Linked DNA regions of Mus musculus: all the other regions are linked to region 1. Evidence: chromatin contacts called from public targeted proximity ligation data. All regions are on one chromosome and are shown on one strand. The core of a region is the stretch at or near the end of the contact, and the rest is flanking DNA. Distances in the headings are between cores, read along the strand shown. Region 1 has its middle 20 kb from the start of Ms4a7. Region 2 overlaps Ms4a20 (membrane-spanning 4-domains, subfamily A, member 20). Region 3 overlaps Ms4a4d (membrane-spanning 4-domains, subfamily A, member 4D).

The links.
Region 2: a contact with region 1 is called in a targeted proximity ligation map of memory CD8 T cells, with 78 read pairs. A contact is called at or near these places in 3 of 484 Hi-C or Micro-C datasets (bone marrow-derived macrophages and macrophages), 4 of 130 datasets of targeted methods (CD8 T cells, bone marrow-derived dendritic cells and memory CD8 T cells) and 1 of 9 other capture datasets (bone marrow-derived macrophages).
Region 3: a targeted proximity ligation map of bone marrow-derived macrophages shows a contact between it and region 1, with 6 times the contacts expected there. A contact is called at or near these places in 1 of 484 Hi-C or Micro-C datasets (bone marrow-derived macrophages), 7 of 130 datasets of targeted methods (CD8 T cells, the SCID.adh cell line, T-cell acute lymphoblastic leukemia and 3 more) and 1 of 9 other capture datasets (bone marrow-derived macrophages).

Annotation. Positions count from the first base shown.
Region 1 is chr19:11,353,394-11,357,969 of GRCm38.p6, forward strand. No RefSeq gene overlaps it. Among named protein-coding and RNA genes, the nearest start is that of Ms4a7, 20 kb to the left of the region's middle.
Region 2 is chr19:11,105,851-11,110,426 of GRCm38.p6, forward strand. Ms4a20 (membrane-spanning 4-domains, subfamily A, member 20) reads right to left here. Exons shown (of 7, transcript NM_027058.1): 4 at 4,458-4,511. Among named protein-coding and RNA genes, the nearest start is that of Ms4a20, 23 kb to the right of the region's middle.
Region 3 is chr19:11,556,830-11,561,405 of GRCm38.p6, forward strand. It overlaps Ms4a4d (membrane-spanning 4-domains, subfamily A, member 4D), which reads left to right. Exons shown (of 7, transcript NM_025658.5): 7 at 1,048-1,637. The coding sequence ends at 1,188. Among named protein-coding and RNA genes, the nearest start is that of Ms4a4d, 22 kb to the left of the region's middle.

The sequences.
Region 1 (4,576 bases), core at 1,413-3,912:
CCAATGACTGCTCCAACTTGAGACCTATTGTATGGGAGAGGGCCCTAACACTATTAATTATATTCAACTATGCTTGCAGACAGAAACATAGCAAAACGGTATTTAGAGACCTTAGAGACTTCATCTAGTAGCCAGTGGTAACTGAGGCAGGGTCCCACATCCAGACATCAGGCAGAGCTCAGGGATTCTTGTGGGAAAGTTAGGGATAGAATTGAGCAAGCCAGGGGGTGTCAAAGGACACCACTAGAAGATCTACATAGTCAACTAACCTGGGCCCATGGGGGTTCACAGAGATTGAACCACCAACCAAAGAGTACACAAGGACAGGACCTAGGCACCTACACATTTTGAGCTGATGTGCAGCTTGGTCATCATGTGAGTCCTCTACATTTGGAGGAGGGCTGTCTTTGACTCTGTTGTCTTCCATTGGATCCCCCTCTCCTACCTGGTTGGGCCTCAGTGGGAGAGGAAGTGTTTAGTAATATTGGGACTAGATGTCACTGGGCAGGGTCCTACCAAGAGGGGCTGTTTCCTTTTTCTGAGGAAAAGGGGAGGAGGTAGTGAGAGGAAGGATATGTAAAGGGGGGAATGGGACAAGATGAGGGAGCTGTGATCAGGATGTAAAGTGAATAAAAAATTTAATCAAAAAATGTGCTTTAAGAACATGAGACTAATTAACCAGTTAATTATGATAGTGACAAAAGTAGTTATAACTCTAATTTCAAAGAGTGGTTTTGGTTTCTTCTACATTTATTCTACCCTGTACTCTTGGTAGAGATAAGGGAATCTTCTAGATTTTGTCTCTTATTTACCCATGTTCCCTTTCCCTTCTTTAATGTTCTTATGACATAGGTGCTAGCAACTGACCTCTGATATTCTGTAAGAGCAGCGACTGCCCTTAACCACTGAGCAGTCTCTCTAGTCCTAAATGTATTTGATCATATCTACTCCCCACTCCATCCCTCCATCTCATCCTCAGGCCCTTCCCAACACATCTCCCTTCATTTTCATGTATTTTTTTAAAAATCCATCGTTTAATATTAGAGAATATGACCTTATAGCTCTTTGAAAGCTAGCCAATAGGGATGAAGCTCCCAGGTCACTAGCAGCTTGATTCAGTCATGTTGGATGGCTCCTGTGTTGTGTCTTCAGTGATAGGGTCTTACTCTCAAGTGTCAAAGTAATCAAGAGCAATGATGAGAGCGTGCTGACATTCGTAAAGGTGTAGCCATCTACTGGGGCATGAAAAACTATCAGTGGACAGCCACCAAAGAAAACGTTTTGTCCTTCCCCCAGGAGCTATGAATTGCCACTAGTTCCTCAGCTAGGGATGGGGCTCAGCAGGGCTCTCTACTGTATGCTAGAAATTTTAACCTGCTTGAACTCCTGCAAGTCCTAAAGACATAACTACAGATTCTGTGATTTAATGTGTATAACAGCTATATGCTGTCTAGAGCACTGCATTCCACAGCACTTCCGGGCCATTTCTTATCCTGAGGTTTAAGATATTTCATCCAGGCTATCAAATCTGTGTGCTAAGCACATGCTGGGAAAGTATGAGCATCTGAATTTGGATCCCCAGAACCTGTGCAAAAATGGAGGTGACCCATCTGTAATCTCAGTCCTTCCTGCTGTGAAATAGGAAGAGAGATAGAAGAGAGATAGGAAGGAGGCAGAAGACATGGAGACTTGGGTCAGCTAACCTGAAATCTATATAGCAGGAAACCAAAAATCCTGTCTCAAGAAAAGTAGAAAGTGAGGACCAATGTCTGAGGTTGTCCTTTGACCTTCACACATATTGTGGCATGTGCATGTACAAATGTATTAACATGAACACAAACGCAGACATGTACCACACATACATTTGCAAAGATAAAAAGAAAAAGAAATTTCTAGTAGTTAAATTCATTATATAAGTTTAATTTTAAAAAGCCTTCTAGAAGTAAATTAAACATTATGAGTTGATTTTTAAAATGGCTAAAATATTTACATGAATAAGAGAATCATATTTGAACTTTCCCACAAATTCAGGATATAACTTGAGTTTAAAATATTAGGCTTGACCAACAATTAATTGTCGATTACTCATTAGAACACAGATTTCTAATGATTAGGTAAGAATCAGAGAAGTCACTCAAGGGTGGCAGGTTCCATTCATCTGTAGACAGATAAGGAGAAGGATGTTTAGAGTTTTAGCTTGATTTGCCTCACATTTGTAACAAGAGCTTACGTTTGAAGACTACAGATGGGGACCCACTTTGGGACAGGGTGTACAAATATGTATCTATCAGTATCAACACAAATAATAGCTTTTATTGTATGTTCTGCTCTGGACACTCTACTGAATGCGTTATTGTACAATTTCATGCCAAACAAGTAGGACAAGCTACCATCACCGTGTAGTGAAGACTCTTATGCCTTCAATGTGTCAGATATCAAAGCCAGCGTTGAGAAATAATCTTCTCCGGAAGAGCATAGGCGGGAGCCAAACCACTTTGCTTTTCTGATCTCATTTTAACTTCCTTTACCTGACCACAAAATTGGGTGTTTTGAATCTGTGACTTCATATTGAATTCTTTCCTAGGAACTGGGAGGGCTGTGAGGGTCACCCGCCGTGCTACTCAGGTTCTGACAGGTGGGTACCACCCAGGAAGCCTTTGTTCAATGCTTTGAAATATTTGCTCACTTTCTGTAATCATCTTCATACTTGGTTTTCAAGTGTCATCTGTGAAATGGCACTCTTTCCTTTTGATCTGGCACAGCTACACCAATTGCTTGATCCTCTTAGCTTTATTTATGTAGTTTCTCTGCCTTATCAGAAACCTGGAAAAAGATCTCCACAAGAGGTTTTTTTTTGTTGTTGTTTGTTTGTTTATGTTTTTGTTTTTCTGGTTTCACCATGGTTACTTCAGGCACGTTTATTATGTATATTTCACATCCTTTCCTAATGGTATTCCTCTGAGATGCTTTATAAATATTTTGGTATTTAAACAAAAGTCTCTATTCAATTCTTAAACAATCAAATGAACATTTTAACTTAAATACACACACACTTTGTTTATAAAATGTTTTACTAGCTATCTTGCTGAATTTCTAATAGCTTTAATTAGTTTTCATTTACTAATTTTTAGCAGTTTGCCATGTATATTTATTCATGTTTAAATAATAGTAATTTAAAGAAGTTAGTTCAAACCTTTTCTTTAATGTTTGCAGAATAGTACCATGGGATATCTCCATTTATACACTGATTTTAATTTTAATAAAGCACATCTACCATTTATCATTAATTATTTAATTATGATACAGGTTTTCAGATCAAGACATATGCCAACACAGCATGACTAATGTTATTCTCCATCGTTGTTTATATGAAGAGTAATTTAGAATAACAGTGAGAGATTATTATTATTTAATCTTTTTTACAGGCCAGTCTTTATTCCTCTCCTAGTCCACCCTCTGACTGTTCCTCATCCCATTCCTCCTCCCACCATCTCCAAGAGGATGTTCCCCTACATCTCACCAGACCTCTCCCCTCCCTGGCGCCTCTCAGGGTTAAGCACATCTTCTCACACTGAGCAGCCAACCCTCATAACCACTGAGCCAACCTTTCAAGTCCCAGCCTTCATTTTATAAATTCCTGTCATATTTTCCGTTAAAAGCATTTATCCATTTACAGTTGCCCACTTTCCATCACTATGGCAAATAGTCGTGACAATTAACGTATAAAGATTTTGCAGTCATCCTCTTCTCTTATTCTTTTTCAGTTTTTCTGCTCCCTGTTTTACAGTGACCCCTGAATCTTGGAAGAAGGGGGTATGACAGATGTCCCATTTAGAGCTTGGAAGCCTTCAGTTCCTTATCATTTGCATTCTGATCAGCTCTTGGTCTCTGTGTTAACCTCTATTTAGGGCAAAAGGAAGCTTCTCTAATAAGGGTTGAGAGATGAACTTTACTCTCATTGGTGTGTTAAACTATAGATATAAGGAGAATGAGAACACAAAGGTGGGTGGGTAAAGAGGGAGTGGGTCTGGGAGAAGTGAGAGTAGGGGTAGATATGATCAAAATACACTGTATGAAACTAGGATGAAGACCAAAGTGTGGACACTGTGCTCCTTCTTAGAATTGGGAACAAAACACCCATGGAAGGAGTTACAGAGACAAAGTTTGGAGCTGTGACAAAAGGATGGACCATGTAGAGACTGCCATATCTAGGGATCCACCCCATAATCAGCTTCCAAACGCTGACACCATTGCATACACTAGCAAGATTTTATCGAAAGGACCCAGATGTAGCTGTCTCTTGTGAGACTATGCCGGGGCCTAGCAAACGCATAAGTGGATGGTCACAGTCAGCTATTGGATGGATCACAGGGCTCCCAATGGAGGAGCTAGAGAAAGTACCCAAGGAGCTAAAGGGACCTGCAACCCTATAGATGGAACAACATTATGAACTAACCAGTACCCTGGAGCTCTTGACTCTAACTACATATGTATCAAAAGATGGCCTAGTCGGCCATCACTGGAAAGAGAGGCCCATTGGACACACAAACTTTATATGCCCCAGTACAGGGGAACG
Region 2 (4,576 bases), core at 856-3,355, 250 kb before region 1:
AGCACTATTTACTGTGTGTGTATACATGGGGATTCTCTATCTTTCATCTCACCCTAGACATAGTAGGATTGCAGGTGTGGTCCTGTGTCTGACTTGCATTAGTTCTGGGAATTTTAGTTCAGGTCTTCATGATTGTGCAATGACCATTCTACCTACTTAGCCATCTCTCTAACTCTCTTGTCCGAAAAACAACTTGTAAAATCTAACATTTTGTAAGTGTATTAAGTGTGGTTACTATCAAAACTTCACTCCAAACTTGTCTAGAAGTTAGTAGCATAAAAAGTTTTTATTTTACAACACGTTTCACAGTACACGTGCTCGTCAGGATGTCATTATATACAGTGTCTGTAATGTGCTAAGCGTCAGAAGGTTACAACAGGGACTGGATAGATGACTCAGTGGTTAAAAGCATTGACTGCTCTTCCAGAGGATCCAGGATCAATTCTCAGTACCCACACAGCAGCTCACAACTGTCTGTAACTCCAGTGCCAGGGGATCTGGTGCCCTCTTCTGAGGACACTATATTCACATGATGCACAGATACATATGCAGACAAACCACCTCCATACACAAAAAAGAAACCTTAGAGTAATGATAATGGGGGAGAAAAGTTATATTCTGTTTGTTATGTAATGAATTTTAATAAATGCCATGATATCAACAGGTTTCAAGTTCAGGAATTTTCAGGCTTATTTGTGCCACTTCAGTATTTAAGTCCCAGTTTCCCTTGAAAAGCCACCAAACTCTTTTAAGGGACCCGAAGGACACTGTATGGACTATGAAGGAAGGTGTCTCATTGAGGAGGAGCTGAACCATGAGTTGTGGTCATGGGAAGAGGGAGTGATTTAACAGCAAATCAAAGCAAAGGACTTAAAGGGACACAGGAATTTCAAGTTGCGTAGCAGGAAGTTCTCTTCCTATTTTAAAGACTTTCTTCATTCATTTATTTCTTCTCCCATTTTCATGCTCGCATAAACAAGCATGTGTGTGTGTGTGTGTGTGTATACATACATGTACTTGTGCATGAATGTGTGCATGAGAAGGCCTGAGGTCCATCTTATTCACTGAGGCAGAGTCTCCCAGTCAAGCCCAGAATCCACTGATCTGGTTAGTCTTACTATCCAGCTTGTTTTGGGGATCCACTGCCTTCTGAGGATGCAATGGCAGGTGACCTTTATATGTGTTTCAGATATCTGGACTCTGCTCTCATGTTAGTTCAGCAAAGGGCTTTAACAAACCACCAAGTCATCTCCTTTGTGCCTTCCTTGTCAGTTTAAGTTTTAGTGAAATTAGTTTTAATTTTAAGCGTCTGCTATGAAAACCAGGAGGAAATCCCACTCTGTTCGATCCATGGGCGGCCATGGCTGGCCCAATGAAGCACTTCTTCTAAGGATGAAGAATCTAAATCCTATCGGGTGTGCCAGTGCACATCTTTAAACCCAGCACTGGGGAGGCTGAGGCAGGCAGATCTCTGAGTTCGAGGCCATCCTGGTCTGTAAGAGAATTTCAGGACAGCCATAGCTACACAGAGAAACCCTGTCTCAAAAAGCCAAACCAAACCAAACCAAACCAAACCAAACCAAACCAAACCAAACCAAACCAAACCAAACCAAACCAAACCATCTCTAAATCCTAACAGGCATCTATTATATTTACTCACTCCTTCCACTAAGAAGATATTTATAAAAAGTAGTAAGCTTATGTGAATATAAAAACACTGGAATGATGCCAGCTGCTTCCAGAGAAGGGACCAGGCTGGCTTTGCATAGAAAAGAAACGTAGGCTTTGCTCCTTAAGGTAGTATGGAGAGGAAGGGGGCTGGCAGAGGTGTTTAGGTTTACCAAAGGCTGCAGACTGTGGCTTGGAAATGACACTTAGACTCTATACACAACCATGCTTCAGGAAAAAGAAGCAACATGCTTGGTGAATTTTTTGAAAACCAGCCAAGGGGCCATATTTACTTCTATCTGCTACCATGGCTGTGCCACAACAAAACCAGCCTTCACACAGAAACAGAAACTGAATATGAGCTGGCACTGAGTCAGGAACTAGCAAAATCTCAAGAGGACTGTCAAGGTTTTGAGGTCAACTGTGTTAGTTACTGCTCTGGAAGTGCAACGCCAGATATTTAGCTCTGTGTACACATGCTTGCACAATACTTTGGGGTTACGAGCTTAGAACAAAGACTCGGAAGGAACATGATGTTAACAGTGACTGCTTAGGTGGTGGTAAAAAGGCAAGGAAACCAGACTCTGGTTCCCCACAATCATAGTTGGCAAACTTCTTCTCAGCAAAGTGGCCTCTGCTCTTTGGGGAAAAAAAACTTTAGCTGAAAGAGAGAGCAAAGTTTGTTTTAGACTTTCTCCGTGAAGTTCTGGCTGTTCTGGAACGTGGTCTGTAGAATAGAGTGGCCTTAAACCCACAGAGATCTGCCTACCACTGCCTCCTAAGTGTTGGGTTTACAGGCGTGTGAACGAAGTTTTTAGCTTGCTAGTGTTCTCCGTGTTTGCTCAGGTTAGTAAAGTACTTTGCTCAGGGTTGCACAGCTAACATGGGAACCTTCAGAACCAGAATCCATGTATGTGAGCTTCCAGAGTTGTGACTAACCATGATGGGCGAGCAGAAGTGGGCAGGGCACTGTGCCCCACTGGGGTGTTCTGATTGCTGCTGCTGCTTCTTCTTCTTCTTCTTCTTCTTCTTCTTCTTCTTCTTCTTCTTCTTCTTCTTCTTCTTCTTCTTCTTCTTCTTTTCTTCTTCTTCTTCTTCTTCTTCTTCTTCTTCTTCTTCTTCTTCTTCTTCTTCTTCTTCTTCTTCTTCTTCTTCTTCTTCTTCTTCTTCCTTCTTCCTTCTTCTTCTTCTTCTTCTTCTTCTTCTTCTTCTTCTTTTCTTCTTCTTCTTCTTCTTCTTCTTCTTCTTCTTCTTCTTCTTCTTCTTTCTTCTTCTTCTTCTTCTTCTTCTTCTTCTTCTTCTTCTTCCTTCTTCTTCTTCTTCTTCTTCTTCTTCTTCTTCTTCTTCTTCTTTTCTTCTTCTTCTTCTTTTCTTCTTCTTCTTCTTCTTCTTCTTCTTCTTCTTCTTCTTCTTCTTCTTCTTCTTCTTCTTCTTCTTCTTTTCTTCTTCTTCTTCTTCTTCTTCTTCTTCTTCTTCTTCTTCTTCTTTTTCTTCTTCTTCTCCTTCTCCTTCTTTCTACTTCTCCTTCTCCTCCTCCTCCTTCTTCTTCTCCTCCTCCTCCTCCTCTTCTTCTTCTTCTTCTTCTTCTTCTTCTTCTTCTTCTTCTTCTTCTTCTTCTTCTTCTTCTTCTTCTTCTTCTTCTTTTCTTCTTCTTCCTTCTTCTTCTTCTTCTTTTCTTCTTCTTCTCTTCTTCTTCTTCTTCCTTCTTCTTCTTCTTCTTCTTCTTCTTCTTTTTCTTCTTCTCCTTCTCCTTCTTTCTCCTTCTCCTTCTCCTCCTCCTCCTCCTCCTCCTCCTCCTCCTCCTTCTTCTTCTTCTTCTTCTTCTTTTTCTTCTTCTTCTCCTTCTCCTCCTCCTTCTTCTTTTCTTCTTCTTCTTCTTCTTCTTCTTCTTCTTCTTCTTCTTCTTCTTCTTCTTCTTCTTCTTCCTCTTCTTCTCCTTCTTCTTTTGTATTCTGATGATGTTCTATAGACCCACAGATGATAGTTCTCTTTCCATGGGTTATTTTTTCTCACCCTCTTTATTAACAGTCATATGTCATGTCCTCTCCCCTCCCCACTTTTCTTTGTCAACTTGACACCAGCTAGAATTATCTGGGGGAAAGAATCTCAAGTGAAAAATATGCTTTTGTCACATTTTCTGTAGGCAAGTCTCTGGATTAATGATTGATGTGGGTAGGACCAGATCACTTAAGGACAGGTAGTGCCACCCCTGAGCAGGTGGTCCTGGGTTGTATAAGGAAGTGGGCTGAGAAAATCACAAGAGACAAGCCAGTTAGCAGCATTCCTCCATGGTCTCTGCTTCAGTTCCTGCCTCTAGCTTCTTGTCTTGAGTTCTTCCACTGATAGAGTGTGTCCTAAAGAGTATAAGATGAAATAAACCCTTTCCTCTCCATGCTGCTTTTAGTCATGATGTTTCATCACAGCAATAGAAACCCGCCTAAGGCACTGACTAAATACCTTCAAACTTCCATAACTTTCTTTCTCAGCTTCAAGAGCTTTGTTTGGAGATTAATACCCCCCTTTAGATGCTTAGAAGCCACGTAGGGATTCATTCCATGGAAACTGTCACATCTGTCTCCTTATTTGCCCATTAAGCACTCCTTTTCCCACCCCCCAAAAAAGACACACTGAGGTGTGTTTTTAGAAAAATTCAGTGATTTTTTTTTTTCTGAGCATTTGGAAGAAGCTTTCTCACTCCCCCTTCCAAGTCTCAGAATCATCAATAGCTCTTCTTCTTTATGTCATAAAACATTTCTGTCTTTGGGGTTATGTCCAGCTTTCCCACATACCTGAAATACTGAAGAAATACCCTGAGTTATACTGCTGGATCCTGAGTTGATGAACTGTGGGAAGAAATTTGTGTTGAAACACCCACACTGTTTTATCCATCCCCTCAACAGATTCTATT
Region 3 (4,576 bases), core at 1,227-3,726, 200 kb after region 1:
CAAAGAACCTGAAGAGTGTCCAGCCACAGAATAAAGCACCTTTTGTAGGATCATTATAGACCCAGTCTTTTTGTTTGTATCTGTTTCTCTCACTGCCCCATAACCTCACACAGTATGCTGTCCTCCTTAGATGAAGCCAAGGTGAAGAAGAGCTTAGAGTCTTCTTTTGTGTACTGGTTTCTTTCACACTGAGTATGCCCTACTTGCGTTTAATTTGCTTTTATCAAATCCAGCCCCATTCCCTCCACTATAATTCTTCCTTTCTAGTCCCTATTCTCCTGTCTAAAGGGTGTTCACAGAGTTGATTGGGCTGTTGTTTCTCGAAAACTTTCAGCTTCTGCACACCTGGCCTTTGTCTTAACCCAAGACCTGCTGCAGATGCTCTTGAACATGGAGGAAGAAGTATGTCACATAGGGAGAAGAAAGTCACATGCATAGGAGGAGAAAAGTACATAGGAGGAGAAAATAGCCAGGAATTAGATCATGAATACAGTATGCCAGATAAGCTATTTCTAAGTTTGTATAAGAAGCTTGTGAAATCCAGCAATTGCTGTTTCTACTGACCTCATGTGTGTTAATCCATAAATGCAGTGGCCTAGGAGCCTGATTTGCTTAAGGATGTATCCTCTGCATTCTACTGCTGGCACATGCCCCTTGATTGTAAGGGACAGAATATATTTCCATGTGTCATTATGCTTCTGTCATTCTGGGCTACTGTCATGGGTGCTGAACTTTATTCATGGCCAACATGTCAATGTTTGGATGTGCTAATGACAACAGGAACAAACTAATTTGGTTCCCTGTGACACGTTGGTTCAAGTAAGCCATTTGTACAGAAGGCAGATGCTCTAAGATGCAGCTGCACACATCTCTGCTCAATCTCTGCCACCTGATGATCCAAGAGGTGGCCCAGACACCACCCAGTGTGGTGTTTGATTCAACTGAGTAGCCACAGTGTAGGCACTAGTAAAGGTAACATTATGAGGTAAGGAAATGGAAGTGCTGACTATCCTGGATGACTCAATGACATTTTGATTCATTCCACAGGTTCTTGTAGTGCTACCATCAAATTCTGCTGTGACAGTGACAGCACCCCCCATGATACTTCAACCATTGCCACCATCAGAATGCCAAGGGAAAAATGTTCCAGAAAATCTATACAGGAACCAACCAGGAGAAATAGTCTAATTTTGATGTACGTGTTTTCATGTGTGAGAGTGTGTGTGTGCACATGTGTATGCATTTGGCTTTTTGTACGAATATAAGACATGCTCTAAATAAGTAAGTCAAGCATTTATTAAGTCAATAACACTTTAAAATCTTCTATTCATTGTATGTACAAGAAGAATTTAATTGGCAAAAAAAATTTTAATGTAAACTGATAAAAACCTTGGTTTAGTGAGGTGAAGTCTCCAAAGAGTGAAGAATGGAGTTCATGGGTTTTTTTTGGGGGGGGGTTGCTAAATAAATAAATTTGGCTGCTCACGATCATATACAGACACATAAACTATGTAAGACAGCAGGTGTATTACCTTACTAATAATAGCAACCAATTTTAATCCTACATGAATGTTCATCTTAATAGTATATGCCTTAATTGTTATGGTGAAAAGTTACAATAAACAAAAGTGATTGAAATCAGAGCACTTGAACCTTAAATACACACACATGCATGAACACACAAACACACACATATATGCATCTATATACATTGTATATTTATATAAGTATAGTGCATCTCACTGTACATATATAGTATATATTTTGTGTGGATATAGAGAGTATACATACACATATGTGTATATATTACATATGACCTAAAAAGTTACTTATTATTGAGGATTGAAGCTCACATATTTAAACACTTGGTTCCAAGTAGAGCCATTCTTTTTAGAGATTGCTGAATCTTTCAGATATGAGGCCTAACTTGTGAAACTAAGTCACTAAAGGTTGCCGTTGAAGGTTTCACTGTCTTCCAGTTGAATGTTCACTTTATCTTTCTGGTTAAAGGCAAAGTCCAAAGACTGCTTTTAAGCTAAATTTCCCAAAAAGAAATAAGATTGTCAGTACATTCTTAGATAAATTGATTCTAAGTATGTGTCAATGTTTATTATTCATTATAGAATAAGTCTAGATCCTGCATTAATTTGGCATAGCATGATTTAAATTATTTGCATATTTCCAAGCATCCAGGGTACATCTGCAGGTATTGATGTGTTCCAGGAGCCAAACTTAGGCCCGATGCTATTTACTAATTATCTTAAATTAACTTTTAATATAGCTATATCAAGACAGTTCTCAGAAAGAAAACATTAAAAAAAAATACCAAATGGGATTGGAGAGACGGCTTAGTAGTTCAGAGTACTTGTTGCTCTTGGAAAGGACCTGGTTTAAGTTCCCAGAACCCACATTGTGACTCACAACAATCTTAACCCAGGTTCCAGGGGATCCAATGCCCTCTGCTGACTTTCACAGACACATGCCCACAAATTATGCACATACACACATTGTACAAAAAAAACACATAAAATGCAAAAAGTACGGGGTGGGGGGACATTAAAAATATTACATAAGACAAGAACTACAAAGTAATTAATTCAAGACCAAAAAGATAATGATTGATCTGAAGCTGTTTCAAATAAAACAAAATCCACACCAAACCAAACCAAACAAACATTTTCCTCATTAATGTTCCTCAGATACCCACCCATAAAGTCAGACCAGCCCACAGCAGTGCTTCTTGTTGGCAATGGGTCACACTCACAAAGATTTCATTGATTCTCTCAGTTCTCAGTTTCCTTCCATGCAGCTCTTTCTCTGTTCTTTGTGTGCTGTTGCTTCCTTGTTCTCATCACAGGAAGTGAGTTCTCAGCTAGGGATGGGATGTCCCAGTCAGTTATGAAAGTGCTTATGCTAAGCTCTCAACCCTTTGTTCTCTGAATCTGGTCACAGCACACAGCAGTGGCCAGGCTGTATTCTCAGCTGCATCTTTCCTATTGCCCAATAAGCCACAGACATTATGAGCAAGGCTGATGGTATTATGAAATACTGCATTTTTCCCTCTCCATTTGAAGCATTTGGGGTTTTTTTAACTTCTCCCCTTATCAAGAGAATAGAATAGTAGAAAAGGTGAGAAGAGGAAGGGAAGCATTATTTTTCCCACAGCAGCAAGGTTGCATTTCCTAAAACTGTAAATAATTTATTCAATTTTCTTATCCTGTCTGCACTCTTCCTCTGAAAGCACTTAAGGAAAATAAAATTCTGACCTTCTCTCTAGAGGACAAGATGCTTAGCCCATAGTGAGGCAGTCTAAAAGACTGTTTTCTGTCTCATGTAACACAGAAAGATGACAGGAGATATTACAGCTTTAATGTCCTGATGGAGTCAGCTGTGTCCCTACAGAGGTGCCTGTGGTTCTACAGTGGACAGGAATCACTGTGGATGCTGAGTTCTAGAGGATAAAGAGTGGGCTGGCTTAACTGGGAAATTTTACACACAAGCCAGAGAGAATATATCTCAAAATAATGTTTCTGAGCAGTTCCAGAATCTACTCCTATTTTCTTGTTTTGTGTCACAATCTTATAGTCATCCTTTTTGGAAAGTCATGTAAATAGAAGTGGGCTTTTATTGAATGTTTACAACCACACACAAAAAAAAAACTGAAACAAAAGAAAAAGGAGGAAGTATGTTAAGAATTAAACCAAACTTAGATAATTCAGTAGTATTTGTCTCATTTCTTTTTAGACTCCTCAAGAGCTATAGTTGTAGTTGTACATTATATACAGCCATCATATTCACATATTCAGCTATCTATCTATCCTATCTATCTATCTATCTATCTATCTATCTATCTATCTATCTATCTATCTAACTATCTATCTATGTGTGTGTCTATCCATCTGTCTCTCTCGCATACACACACACACACGCATATATATATATATATATATATATATATATATATATGACACATAATTTTCTTTTTTTTAATTTGAAATTTTTTTATTAGGTATTTATTTCATTTAAATTTTCAATGCTATCCAAAAAGTCCCCCACACACTCCCCCACCCACTCCCACTTCTTGGCCCTGGCATTCCCCTGTACTGAGGCATATAAAGTTTGCACGACCAATGGGGCTCTCTTTCCACTGATGGCTGACTAGGCCATCTTCTGATACATATGCAGCTAGAGACACAAGCTCCAGAGGGTACTGGTTAGTTCATATTGTTGTTCCACCTATAGGGTTGCAGATCACTTTAGCTTCTTGGGTACTTTCTTTAGCTCCTCCATTGGGGGCCCTGTGGTCCATCCAATAGCTGACTGTGAGCATCCACTTCTGTGTTTGCTAGGCCCCTGCATAGCCTCACAAGACACAGCTATATCTGGGTTCTTTCAGCAAAATCTTACTAGTGTATGCAATGGTGTCAGCGTTTGGAAGCTGATTATGGGATGGATCCCCGGATATGGCAGTCTCTAGATGGTCCATCCTTTCGTCTCAGCTCCAAACTTTGTCTCTGTAACTCCTTCCATGGGTGTTTTGTTCCCAATTCTAAGAAGGGGCAAAGTGTCCACAGTT